2 separate regions of the Sus scrofa genome follow, and region 2 is linked to region 1. A link is a contact called in public HiChIP or PLAC-seq data. All regions are on one chromosome and are shown on one strand. The core of a region is the stretch at or near the end of the contact, and the rest is flanking DNA. Distances in the headings are between cores, read along the strand shown. Region 1 holds the start of RAP2A (ras-related protein Rap-2a). Region 2 holds the start of IPO5 (importin 5).

Evidence for each region. HiChIP or PLAC-seq counts read pairs in DNA pulled down with a chosen protein or histone mark.
Region 2: a contact with region 1 is called in an H3K27ac HiChIP or PLAC-seq map of alveolar macrophages. The contact joins the promoter of IPO5 here to the promoter of RAP2A in region 1. A contact is called at or near these places in 3 of 47 Hi-C or Micro-C datasets (alveolar macrophages, embryonic fibroblasts and heart right ventricle) and 1 of 2 datasets of contacts at active chromatin or transcription factors (alveolar macrophages).

What each region holds. Positions count from the first base shown.
Region 1 is chr11:66,676,727-66,682,759 of Sscrofa11.1, reverse strand. It overlaps RAP2A (ras-related protein Rap-2a), which reads right to left and starts at 3,598. Exons shown (of 2, transcript XM_021065816.1): 1 at 3,189-3,598. The coding sequence starts at 3,502. It overlaps LOC110255848 (a long non-coding RNA gene), which reads left to right and starts at 4,929. Exons shown (of 3, transcript XR_002336730.1): 1 at 4,929-5,162.
Region 2 is chr11:67,015,534-67,021,566 of Sscrofa11.1, reverse strand. It overlaps IPO5 (importin 5), which reads right to left and starts at 2,268. Exons shown (of 26, transcript NM_001244301.1): 1 at 2,158-2,268. The coding sequence starts at 2,247.

The DNA of each region.
Region 1 (6,033 bases), core at 2,349-4,848:
ATTTTTCTAAAGATTGTTTTCATCATGATGGCCTTTTTTTAGCATCGTCTTTTCTATACTAGGTAATGAATTTCAAAATGCAATCACAAGTTTATCTGCTCTAAAATTACACTTATATCTGGGATACAATTTTAAGCAGATGGGGTGACCAGGACGAAGTTGAAGAACTGCTGGGTTTTTGAGCAATTTTTGTGTTCAAGGTTTTGGGTTGAACACCTTAAAATACATTATCTCATTTAATCCTAACAAAGACTCTGAGAGGTGAACTATACTCCGTTTCACAAACAAGGGAGAGGGAGCTTTTACAGAAGCAAGCATTTTCCCAACATCTGTACACCTCAGACCTGCACTGTCCACCGTCTGCAGTCACACGGGGTTGTGGAGCACCTGAAATGTGGCACGTCTATGTGCAGTAAATGCAAACTCAATACTAGATTCTGAACTTTTCGTATGAAAAACCAAGCAAATATCTCAATTTTTCAATACTGATTACAGGTTAAAATGATAATATTTTAGATAGAATGGGTTAACTCAAATGCATTACTAAAATTAATTTCACCTGCTTCACATTTATAAAAAATCAGCTCTTGGACATTTAAAAATTACACGTGGCCCACGCTATATTCGTACTGAAGAGTGCTGCCCTAGACCAAAGGCTAGATCACTGAATTTGCCAGTAAATGTCAAGTTCAAAGGCAGCCTCATGTAGAAGAAAGAGCACATGGAGTCATGCAGATCTTGATTTAAATCTCTTCTCCATCAAGGACTAGTTTTGGGCAAAATACCAAACCTCTCTGCACTTCGCTTATGTCATTGGCATTATGGTGATATTAAATAATCCCAAACAACTGTTGTATAGAGTATGCAAAGCAGCTAGCTGGCAGAGGCCAGGGAACAAGTACTGAATACCTGCTGCGGCAACTCATTAATTTAAAAATTCATTCCCCAAAAGAGTGGAAAATCCGCTTGTTTGAAAATCATGTTTTATTCGCTTTGAGTGGGAGAAGTTAAAGACCCATCATACTGAATGCCGCCTTAGCATAATGTATACTGTCATACACACCGATTCCCTCTCTCCTTCAGTGTTAAGCTGTTTACAATGTGCTATAGGATGGGAGGCCAGATGATGAAGTTAAGGTGAGATAAAAAACAGCAGGACACAAAGGGCCCAACTGGTACTTATGGGCACAATGGATGATTCCAGTGAAAAGAGTTTACGAAGTCCACTTCAGCTGAGCTTTTCAACTGTACACATCGGCAACTGAGACTAGTGAGTACAATGACATTTGGGCAAGGAGAATTTTATTCTTCTTTTTCTTCCTGGGTCACAGTGCAAACAAATAAATCGTTCTAGCACACTAAGTTCAGACTAACTCATTCTTGGTAACCTCTAGTAAACTACAAAATCATGTGGACTATACTATCCAATAACATTCTGTCATATTCTGTCCTGTAAGTTTGTGCCAAGAAGTTTGCCCTGGGCTTGTGACTTTATCAACGCAGGAATTATCTGTGATATGTTTAAATACAAAGGGTGGAGCAGTTGGGGCGTTTACTTTACTATTTGATGTATGTACTTGGCCTAAGATTGACATGTGACAATGTGGTAGATTGCCCTGTTCTAAAGGTTTTTTGTTTTTTAAAACAGTATGAGGGGAATTAAAGATGTGAGTCATTTAAATACAGCCTCTTAAATATCATATACTTAATAAATTTAACACCAAAAGGGTTCCTATGTTAACTATAGCAATTAACTTTAAGAAATGAGACTGAAAAAGTAAAAAGCTGTCAGATTCACAGATCTTAGGACATTGTCAGAGGCCATGAAAACATTCACTGTATTCCAGCTTGAAATCTAACATATAAAATAACACACGAAATTTTAGTTTAGCTATTAAAGGGCATATTCAATGAGTTAAAGGAGGAGGGGAGAGGACCTCCCCTTTGATCTCCTATGTGGCATTAAAAATCCGCCTCTTGTAATGAATTTTTGAGCAAAGCTTGCGTGCACCTGACTTGGTATTTGCTCTTTCAAAATGAGTAGACTCAAACTGACTAAAAATGAGATTATGTCTATGATAACACTTATAACTAGCTTTTGCAACTGTCTACAAATTTAGGGTTACTGGTACAACTGGGAAAGAAAAGCAAAATTATGCTGAATCAAAATTATTGGCAATTATTAACTAATAGTAAGAATCAGACAAAACAGTAATGTGTAATTAAATGGTAATTAGAAAAATTTGCTAAAACTCTGAACTGAGATACTATTGCATTTTTTGATGCTAGAAATTATAGGAAAAAATATAAAACAAATAGCAGAAGCCATTAGGCTGTTATATTTCCAAAATGCACACTTGCGAAAAGAGTTTGTAACAGGAAAGAGCTTATCTGCTTTAACTTTAAATTAGCTAATATTTGAGTCACACCTTTGAAGAAACTCATTCTATTTTTAAGAATGCCTCTTTTTTTCCCTTTCTTTTTGTTTCTGAGGGGTAAAGTGGCTAGATTAAAAAAAAAAAGTTAAGCCACATTCTTTAATGTGATAGTACATTCGCGCTCCTACATACTAATACTCTCTCAATCCCACAGAGCCAGGTCTGCAAATAATTTGATAACCTGTCTCTAAAGTTTCATCTTAAGTGAAGAGTTCATTTTTGTAAAACGCCTTGCCACCATTCAATCTTCTATGAAATGAGAAAGATCTCTTTCCATTGGACTTGACATTTTTACCACATTTGTGTAAGCAATTTTTGCTGTCAAATGCTGCAAAGGGAGGTTTTTTGTTGTTCCGTCTGAAAATGTCTCCGCTATACTTGCACAGCTGCCTCCTCCCAGCAGAAACCTACCCGCCCCTCTCCCCCCACTGCAAGTTTTAAACTTTGTTTCCTTTGGGGTTCTGCACAACCGCTACTAATAATATCCAAGAGACAAAGAGCTGTGCTGTGGGTTCACCGGATGCCAAATTTGAGTTGTGAAACAAAGCACTCAAATTTGAGATTCAAGATGACGAGGAGGATGCTACCAGCTAAAAATTTAGGATAAAGCCTAAGACCCCAGAGCCACCTGCCTAGACAGCTCCTCCTGCCCACAGCCACCCCAGAGCACGCGGGAGGGAGTTCTGGCCCCGGGACAGGGGCTGCCGGCCGCACCGCGAAGCCCCTTGCCCGCGCCCCCGGCCCTCTCACCGCTTCACTCGGATGATCTGGTCCCGCATGGGCTTGATGTCCTGGAAGCTCTGCTGGTTGACGAGGCTATAGACGAGGATGAAGCCCTGGCCGTTCTTGATGTACAGGTCCCGCATGGACGCGAACTGCTCGGTGCCCGCCGTGTCCAGGATCTCCAGCACCGACGGCGACGAGTCCACCTCGATCTCCTTGCGGTAGAAGTCCTCGATGGTGGGGTCGTATTTCTCGATGAAGGTGCCGGTCACGAACTGCACGGTCAGGGCGGATTTGCCGACCCCGCCCGAGCCCAGCACCACCACTTTGTACTCGCGCATCGTCCCTCCGCGGCCGCCGCCGCCGCCGCTGCCCGCGACATAGACCTACGCCCGCCGCGCTGCGCCCCCCAACCCTGCGCCGGCGGCCGGCCCCGCCGCGTCCCGCGGCTGCCCCCACCTCACGGCCGCCGCGGCCCCCCGGGCGCCGGCGGAGGGAGCAGCAGCCCTGGGCATGGGCCGAGCCGGCGGCAATGCGGCCCCGCGGGCGCCGGCAGGCACTGAGGGCGAGCAGGGAGTGGGAGCCAGGGAGCCGCCGGAGCCGCCCGAAACGCGGGCCTGCAGTGCCGCCCGCCCCGCCCCTCGCGCCTCCACGCCCAGCTCCCCGCCCGCCGCCGCCGCCGCCGCCGCCGCTCCCCTCGGCGCCGGAGCGCGCGCCCGAGCCCCAGCCGCAGCGCTGCTGGGGGCGGGGCCCGGCGGCCCGGGGCGGGACCCGGTGGCGCAGCCCCGCCCTTGCTCCCCCGTCGCCTAGGCGACCGGCCTCGCGCGCTCCCGGGAGGCTCTGCGCCGTGCGGAAGCCTCGGCCCGCGCTTAGATAAACAACCACCTGGGCCACCCAACAACACCCCACCCCGCAAGCCGCGTCGAACCCTGCGGATCCTGCGTACTGAGCACGCGCGGTTCTTCTGCCCGCGACGGGAACCGCTTCGGCCTGAGCACGCCAAGTTCAGAATTTGGCAGAGACGCGATGTTGGCGGGGCCAGAGCAGTCTCTAGGTTTTAACTTGAGGCGGGGAGTGACAAGAAGACACCGGCAAGGTCCAAAAGGAGGCCTTGGCAGGAGGGCCTTGCTAGACACCACCCAGCCTGTGAGCTTTGGTTTTGTCCTGTATAAACATAACGAAAAAAGGCTTTGTTTAAAGGACGAGCATAAAACCGAAGTGAAGCTTTGTTTTAAGCGTCAAGACACAGAGGGAAAAGTGACAGGCCCTCATCCTGCCCACTGCCAGAGGCGGCAAAGGCCAGCGACCATGCGGAAGCCGGGCCCACGCCCGGTGACGTCGCCGGGAGTCCCGCCCACCTCCCCCCAGCCCCGCCTTTCTTCAGCGTCTGCTGGAAGTCGAGCTCTTCCCACGCCCTGTCAGCTACGGGCGCTTGGAAAACTGGGAGAGCGAAGCCCCAGGCGCAGCCAGAAGGCCTGGGGACAGCTCATAGCAACAGCCAGCCGGGGCACCTAGTAGGAAGCTGGGAGTCGTTCCAGCCAACCAGTGCACGCCTCTGGACCCATGGTACCATTCTCGGCCAATAGAGAGCCACTTCATACCACGTGATGCCCATCCATCAGCCAATGGGGGGAAAGCCTAGTTGCAGGCTCAGCCCTCCCACCTCCCACGCACGCTCTGCCAACCAACCGCAGGTGAGCTGGCGGATGGCGGAGACTTGAGCTGAGCCAACCAGAAATCGCGACTCCCTTGCCCCCAAGGGTGGGTGGAATGGAGACCCGGGGTAGGGCTGGTGGGTTTGGGAGGGGTCAGTGATTGAGGGACAGGTCGTTGCACCCTACGTTGGCAAGGGAACAAGATGTGTTGGAGGCGAGAACCATGGGTTTCGCTTTTAACGTCGTCTCGGTGGCATTCTGCCTAAATGACGGACCCGGAAATAGTGCTGAGTGATGTGGGCTGAATCGTGGGTCAATCGAGAAAACAGGGACTCTTGTCTTGAGGGTGAGAAAATTTCCGGTCATTAAAGAGACATACTGCAGCAGTTGCATGGGTCCTCCATGCGTGGCTCCTAAAACATTTTTAACAACTCCCTTTTAAAACTTACTGTTCTCTCTGTGGCATTAGATCATAATTAAACACTCTCTCCCACCTACAACGTTAAATTTAGGAGAAGTTATATTCCTAAACCTTCCTGGATTATGTTTTGTAATAATTGGTTATTGGATTTGCCTTCCTTAAACTATGTCCTTCTCGAACTAGTCTACAGCCATACATCACTCCCATTTCTTGGGAATGATAGATTTCTATAGTTCTAAGGTTTGATCATGGCATATTTCTTCACCCTTCTTCCCCACAAGGTCATCAGGTAGAGAGGATTTTGGTCTGAGTTCAAAAAACAGATGTTCCTTTCCCATCTTTTCTGTCAATTATCAAACTAGTACAAAGATATACCAGCCATGTATACAAAGTACATATACTAGTACAAAGATATATTTATCCATGTCCTACCGCCTATGGCTCCATTATCTTAAAATGGATAACTTACTTTTACATTATCCTGCTATAGTATAACACACACATCAAGTTTTTGCCAAAGATAATTGTGGGAAAGTGTCCTGCCAAATTATGTAGTAAAATATAATTCAGTCGTTATTTCTTGATTACCTATCAAAATATGAGTTGCAGTTGATCCACCAGAATTAACAGTGAAAGCAGATTGCAAAGAACTAAGAATCAGGAAAAAGGAAAGTTTTAACAGAATTGAAACCAAAGACGATCTGATACCTCATCCTAAGCCAGTAATGTGAATAAGTCAGAAATAAGAGCTTGCACGGATACGAAGTGAAGCTTTGTATCTTTCTGGCAGGGATGT
Region 2 (6,033 bases), core at 1,019-3,518, 340 kb before region 1:
TGAGAAAATGTGCTGAATGCTGCTAACTATCCCCAAAGTGATGGGAGTGATAAAAGATTTACAACAGGCACCAATTGGAATTCAAGCTGAACCAGACATTGGTATTTAGTTCAATAGAAGAGAGATTCCCCACTAGGCTTGACAATAGAGACTTAAGCAACTGGAGGGAAGAGGGAGAATTAAACTAGCTTACTAATTACAATGCTGTTCTGCTTTGTAACACATGGAAATTTCTATTATGGGTTGGGATTAAGAACTTACTTTAGTGAAGAATTACCTCTAGAGTTAGCAGAAAGCATTAAAAAAAATTTTTTTTAATAGGCTCATCATATCCCATTGACAGCAGTGGAAATTGAGGCAACTAATAAATGCACATGACTTTTAAGGACAAATATTCCACAAAGAAATCTGGCAAAGCCTGAAAAGGTAGGTATAGATGTGCTCCTATGGGCAGCACTATTTTTAGGAGTGGACACTGGAAGCCTCAATGTCCATTCATAGGTGGTTAGCAGAGTAAACTCATCTATAGTTGCGTAAGAACAAACAACAAACAAACAAAACCCCTAAGGTGGCAAAGTGAAACACACTGAGTGAAAATTCCAGGTTGCACAAGAGGATGCATATTAAAAGCCCATGCATGTAAAAATTAAATGTATACATACACTCTCATAAAGATATCTGCAAGGAAGATTCAACACTCAAAAGTGTCCTTTGGGGAATGGGATAAAAAACTATTTGCAGCTTGAATTTTTACCCTGATTATGTATTACAGGTATAGTAAATGAATCGAAAAAGCCTATTAGAATAAAGTTGATAGCTGTTTAAAGTGCTTTTCATAGGAAACTGAACTTCCAGTGTATATACTTCACAGATCATAAAACCACTAAGCATAAGCGGCAGATCCTCAATCTGCTGATGTTGTGATTTTAAAGACAACTACAAATCCCACGAGTCCAGAGGAGGATCTGTCCCCCAATTTCATTAACTATGTGAAAGTCCCTTTCTATTCTGTAAAAACATCTGGCTGAACATTCTCCACTGAATCTTGTAAAAATCTTCCATCATGTGGTGGCAAAGAACTCCATATACAATCAGGTTTGAGGATAGGGCTAAATAATGCACTGTATAGAAACTGCAAAGTTTCTGCCCTTCCCCTGAAGTGTCCCAAATCGCATCTCCACACCGACTTAGTACTAACAGTCTTCCAAAGAACCAAGCGCACGATACTCCCACTTGGTAAATACCTACTTGCAGATACCTCTGAAATACTGTCTCTTGAAACTTTATTAACAGCTCCACATTTTGGAGGTCAGGAGCCAGAGGTGGTTAAAAAAAGAGATTCAGGCTGATTCAGAGAAATTAAAAGCTTAAACATATGGCACTGGCCCAGTTAAGACAACGAAAAGTCCCAGGACATCCCATTTATAAGAACACAACTCTCTAGAGATCAAGGAAGACTTATCTGATGGATGAGCAAAGGGAGGTACAAGATGCTTAGAAAGAAATCCTAAAGGCAACTTCACACAATTGGGGGGTGGCTGGGGAGGGAAATCCGGCTTCTGACGTTAGGAACCAGACTGAGAAAAGGGACTAAATGGAAAGAGACAGAGGGAAGCCGAGAAGGCAAGGCACACATTTCAATAGGAGCGAATGGGGACGAGAGGGACAGACGGCGTGTGAAGAGTGAGGGGCAGGGGAGAGGCAGGGGTGACGGGTCAGGGAGAAACCAGGGTTTGGGGGAACCAAAGGGCTGGACAGGCTGCAGAGCGCCGCTGGAAGGGCTGGGGAGGCTCCCAGCAGGGGAAAGTGAGAAAGGAGCGAGGGGAGCCCCGGGGCCCGCCCCACACCCCCCATCCCTCCCTGTCCCTGTCGCCCGGCTTCCCCATCTGGGCGGGGGCAGCATGTCAGTAGCAGCCGCACGTGTGTGAACCGCGGCGACGAGGTAACTGGCGCCGGGCACCGCGGCTGCAAGGGCCGAAAGAGCCCGGGGGCACCGCCGGGAGCCGCGGGCCGCCTCACACGTGGGCTGCGCGGCCGCCGCCCGGCCGGCCCGGCCTGCGCGGCAGCGGCGGAGCTGCCGAGGCCCAGCGGGCGGCGTAAGGGGAAGGGTCGGCGCGCCGGCCGGAGCGCGAAGTCCGGGACGGCGAGCTCGGTTACCTCTGCCTGTTTCCGGACCACATTGTCGGGGCTGAGCAGGTTTCCCAGGAGCAGGTAGAACTGTTGCTGCTCCGCCGCGGCCGCCGCCATTGCGCTAGGCGTGAGAGAGAGAAGGAGGGAGGGGAGACAGGCGCTGTGAGGCGCGCTGGCGGGCCGGCGGGAGGGGCGGGGGCGGGCCCAGCGCGGGGACCGGCACCAGCAGCGGCTTGGGGCTGGGGGGCCGGGCGGGAAAGGGCGGGGCAAAGGGGAAAGGGGAGGATGGGGCGGGGCCTCGCGACCCCTCACCCCGCCGCGGCCACCGGCGCCGGCGTCCCATTGGCCCTGAGCTCTGGGGGCGGGGCCGAGGCCTCTCCTCGGGGGCCGCGCCGATTGGCCACGCACCCTGCAGTGCCGTCACTGGCGGCGCGCGGCGGGCCGCCCGGCTCGGCGCGGGCAGGGTCGGGCGGGGACTCGGCCGCCCAGCTGTGGCTGCCGCGGCGTGGTGGGGAGGGCGGGAGGAGCCGGCTGGCCGGCCTGGCGGCTGCGAGGGGCGTGAGGCCCGGCTGGGGAGGTGGGGCCAGCTCCAGAGCGCGGGAGATTTCGGCGCCCCGGGCTGGCCGGCCTCCTCCCCCGCTAGCCGGCTAAGCTCCTCCCTGCGACCTCGGGAGCGCCCCCAGCTCCAGTCCTTCCCTCTCCCCCTCCACCCCGGCCCCAGAGACCCTAGATCCCCCATCCCAGAAGAAGGGAGGGAATGGATTTCGAAATCCAAAATCCACTTCCGACTTAAATTCCACCCCCAGCTCCACAGATCCTCGCACCGGTTAGACCCTCCGACCTCCCCAAGGGCTATGACTCAGGCAGCCCCTTCCTCCCGACACCTCACTGGTGACTCACGCGCTGGGCTTGCCCGGAAGAGGGGTTACTCAGCCCTGGGCTCTCCGGCCAGGCCTACCCACCCCCAGCCCGCTGTCCTCTGAGATGTACACGGAGCGCATTTGCCTCCCCCTCTTTTACCACCCTAGGATCCTTGGCTATTCCTTTGAATTCCCTGTTTTGAGGTCCCAGTTTTTCATTGGTTGGGGGAAAGTTAAGACCCTCTTCCTTAAAGAAACACTGGTTTGTAGGACTTAAGTCTCAGTAGGTGTTTGATAAACACCGGTCCATAGGGGGCTCAGAGACCTGGTTTCAATTGCAGTACACAATGCTGAGATAATACTTCCAATCTGCCCTTACCGTTGGAGCGCCCCAAGGCTGAGAGAGCAGTTGTCGAAGGGCACTTTTGTTGAGGCCCTACTGTGTCCAATGCAGTGGGCCAAGGGTGACAGTGGAAAAAGTGACACAATTCATTTTTGCCTCAAAAAGACACATTTCTAGTGAGAAGTTTCCTCATTGGGTACAATAGAGACTACTACACTCTGGTGGTCCATGGTATTTAACTTGGGGAATTTAATTTCCTATTGACTATTCTGTTGAGGTTCTGGTCTTTGAAATCCTACTTTTATTTATTTACTTTTTTGTCTTTTTTAGGGCTGCACCCAGGGCACATGGAGGGTCCCAGCTAGGGGTCGAATTGGGTCCAAGTGCATCTGTGACCTACACCACAGCTCATGGCAATGCCAGATCCCCAACCCACTGGGCAAGGCTAGGGATCAAACCCAGGTCCTCTTGGATGCTAGTTGGGTTCATTAACCCCTGAGCCATGACAGGAACTCCTCAACATTTGCTTTTGAATGATTAATAAATCCTGGCTGTATACTAGAATCCAGGCCATTGTGTTCAGAATCTCTGGGCTGAGCCTTGAGATCCACTTGAAACTATGACTGCCCGCCAAGATATTTTAAAGGATTCTAACTGATTGTGGAGAAAACTCCCTCAGAAAGTTTTATCTGTGACAACGATAGGTTTCTGTATAAGAAGTCTGCCGACCTGACTTTCTAGAATTGATGTTTTCCAGATGTGACAATTTGTCATTCTTATGACACATTATTTCTTTAAAGACAGATCATTATCTACATCAATTTGGGATAGTTTTTCTTTTTTTTTTTTTTTTTTTAGGGGGGGAAGCAGTGCCTGGATTCTGAGGAGGTTTTTCCCTCACCCAAGGTTATTAAGATTTTGGGAATTACATACTAAAACAATCATTTTTAATGACTAGGTGTCCAGTGAAGTGAGAAAATTGCCCGTAGGCTTGATCAGGGTATGAGCTGATCTAACACCTGCATTTTATAGGCAGTGACTCTGTAGATTACATATATTTGTTTAATAATTCTTTTTTTTTTTTGTCTTTTTTTTTTTTTTTTGCCTTTTCTAGGGCCGTTCCTGCGGCATATGGAGGTTCCCAGGCTAGGGGTCTAATCGGAGCTGTAGCTGCTGGCCTACGCCAGAGCCACAGCGTGGGATCCAAGCCACGTCTGTGACCTACACCACAGCTCACAGCAACACCAGGTCCTTAACCCACTGAGCAAGGCCGGGGATCGAAACTGCGTCCTTATGGGTACTAGTCGGATTCGTTTCCACTAAGCCACGACGGGAACTCCCTCTCAGTTTTATGTATGAAATTCATATATATTCATTTATATATGAATATCTGCAGGTGGTTGGATCCAGTTTGGGAAGGCAGTAGAATTTGGAGCTCGGAGCACAGGTTCCAGAGCCAGCCAGAATCAAAGTTCAAATAATGACCTCACAACGTACTTGCTGCTTGATCTTGCCCAAGTTATCTTTTTAAAGCCCCAGTTTTCCTCTTCTATAAAATGAAGAGGTACTTTTCGCCATATCTTAAAATACTTGGCATAGGGCCTGGTACAGAGCAAATGCTTAAAAAATGTTAGCCATGATTACTAATGCAGATTGGAACCTCCAAAATTTGTAAATTTAATTCTGACTGCTCATCTACCTGTTAGATTATCATGTTTTTATACTCCTATTACAGAAGCAATGCATAATAATTGCGGTTAAGAAAAAAATTTTAGGAGTTCCCATCATGGCGCAGTGGAAGCAAATCTGACTAGGAACCATGAACTTGTGGGTTCGATCCCTGGCCTTGCTCAGTGGGTTAAGGATCTGGTGTTGCCGTGAGCTGTGGTGTGGGTCACAGACACGGCTCGGATCTGACATTGCTGTGGATGTGGTATAGGCCCGTGGCTAATAGCTCCAATCTGACCCCTAGCCTGGGAACCTTCATATGCAGCAGGCGCGGCCCTAAAAAGACAGGAAAAAGAAAAAAAGAAAAAATTTTTAGGTTTGATTTGATCATCACAGAGGATTTTGAGGCTGTTTTCAGCCTTAAATACTGGTGTAGTAGCTACCAGTCATTATGGCTATTGATCATTTGAAGGTGTGGCTAGTTTGTGCTAAGGTGTGCTTCGAGTGTAAATTCCAAAGACTTAATAGGAAATTAACAATAAGAATTTTATATTGGTCACATGTACAAATGATCATATATATTATATTTTATTTATTAATAAACTATAATTATTAACTATATTAATAAATTTGGCTGCTTTCTTTTTTGGCCATGCCCGTGGCATATGGAAGCTCTCAGGCTCAGGAACAAATCCAATCTGCTGCTACAATCTATGTCACAGCTTCAGCAAAGCTCAATCCCCAACCCACTGTGCCAGACCAGAGATCAAACCCTCCCTGCCTCAGAGACAATGCCAGTTAACCCAGTATGCCACAGTGGGAACTCTCCTGCTTTTTTTTTTTTTTAATATGTGGCTACTAGAAACTTTAAATTTTACATATGTGATTCGCATTTGTGATTCACAATTTATTTCTACTGGGCAGTATTTTCCTAGAGGATAAAATAACCAACTAGCTAAACACAGGTGTCCTACATAATTTTTCATTTAGATTTAGGAAGTGACTTGTCACCAAGGGAAAAATCAATTACCT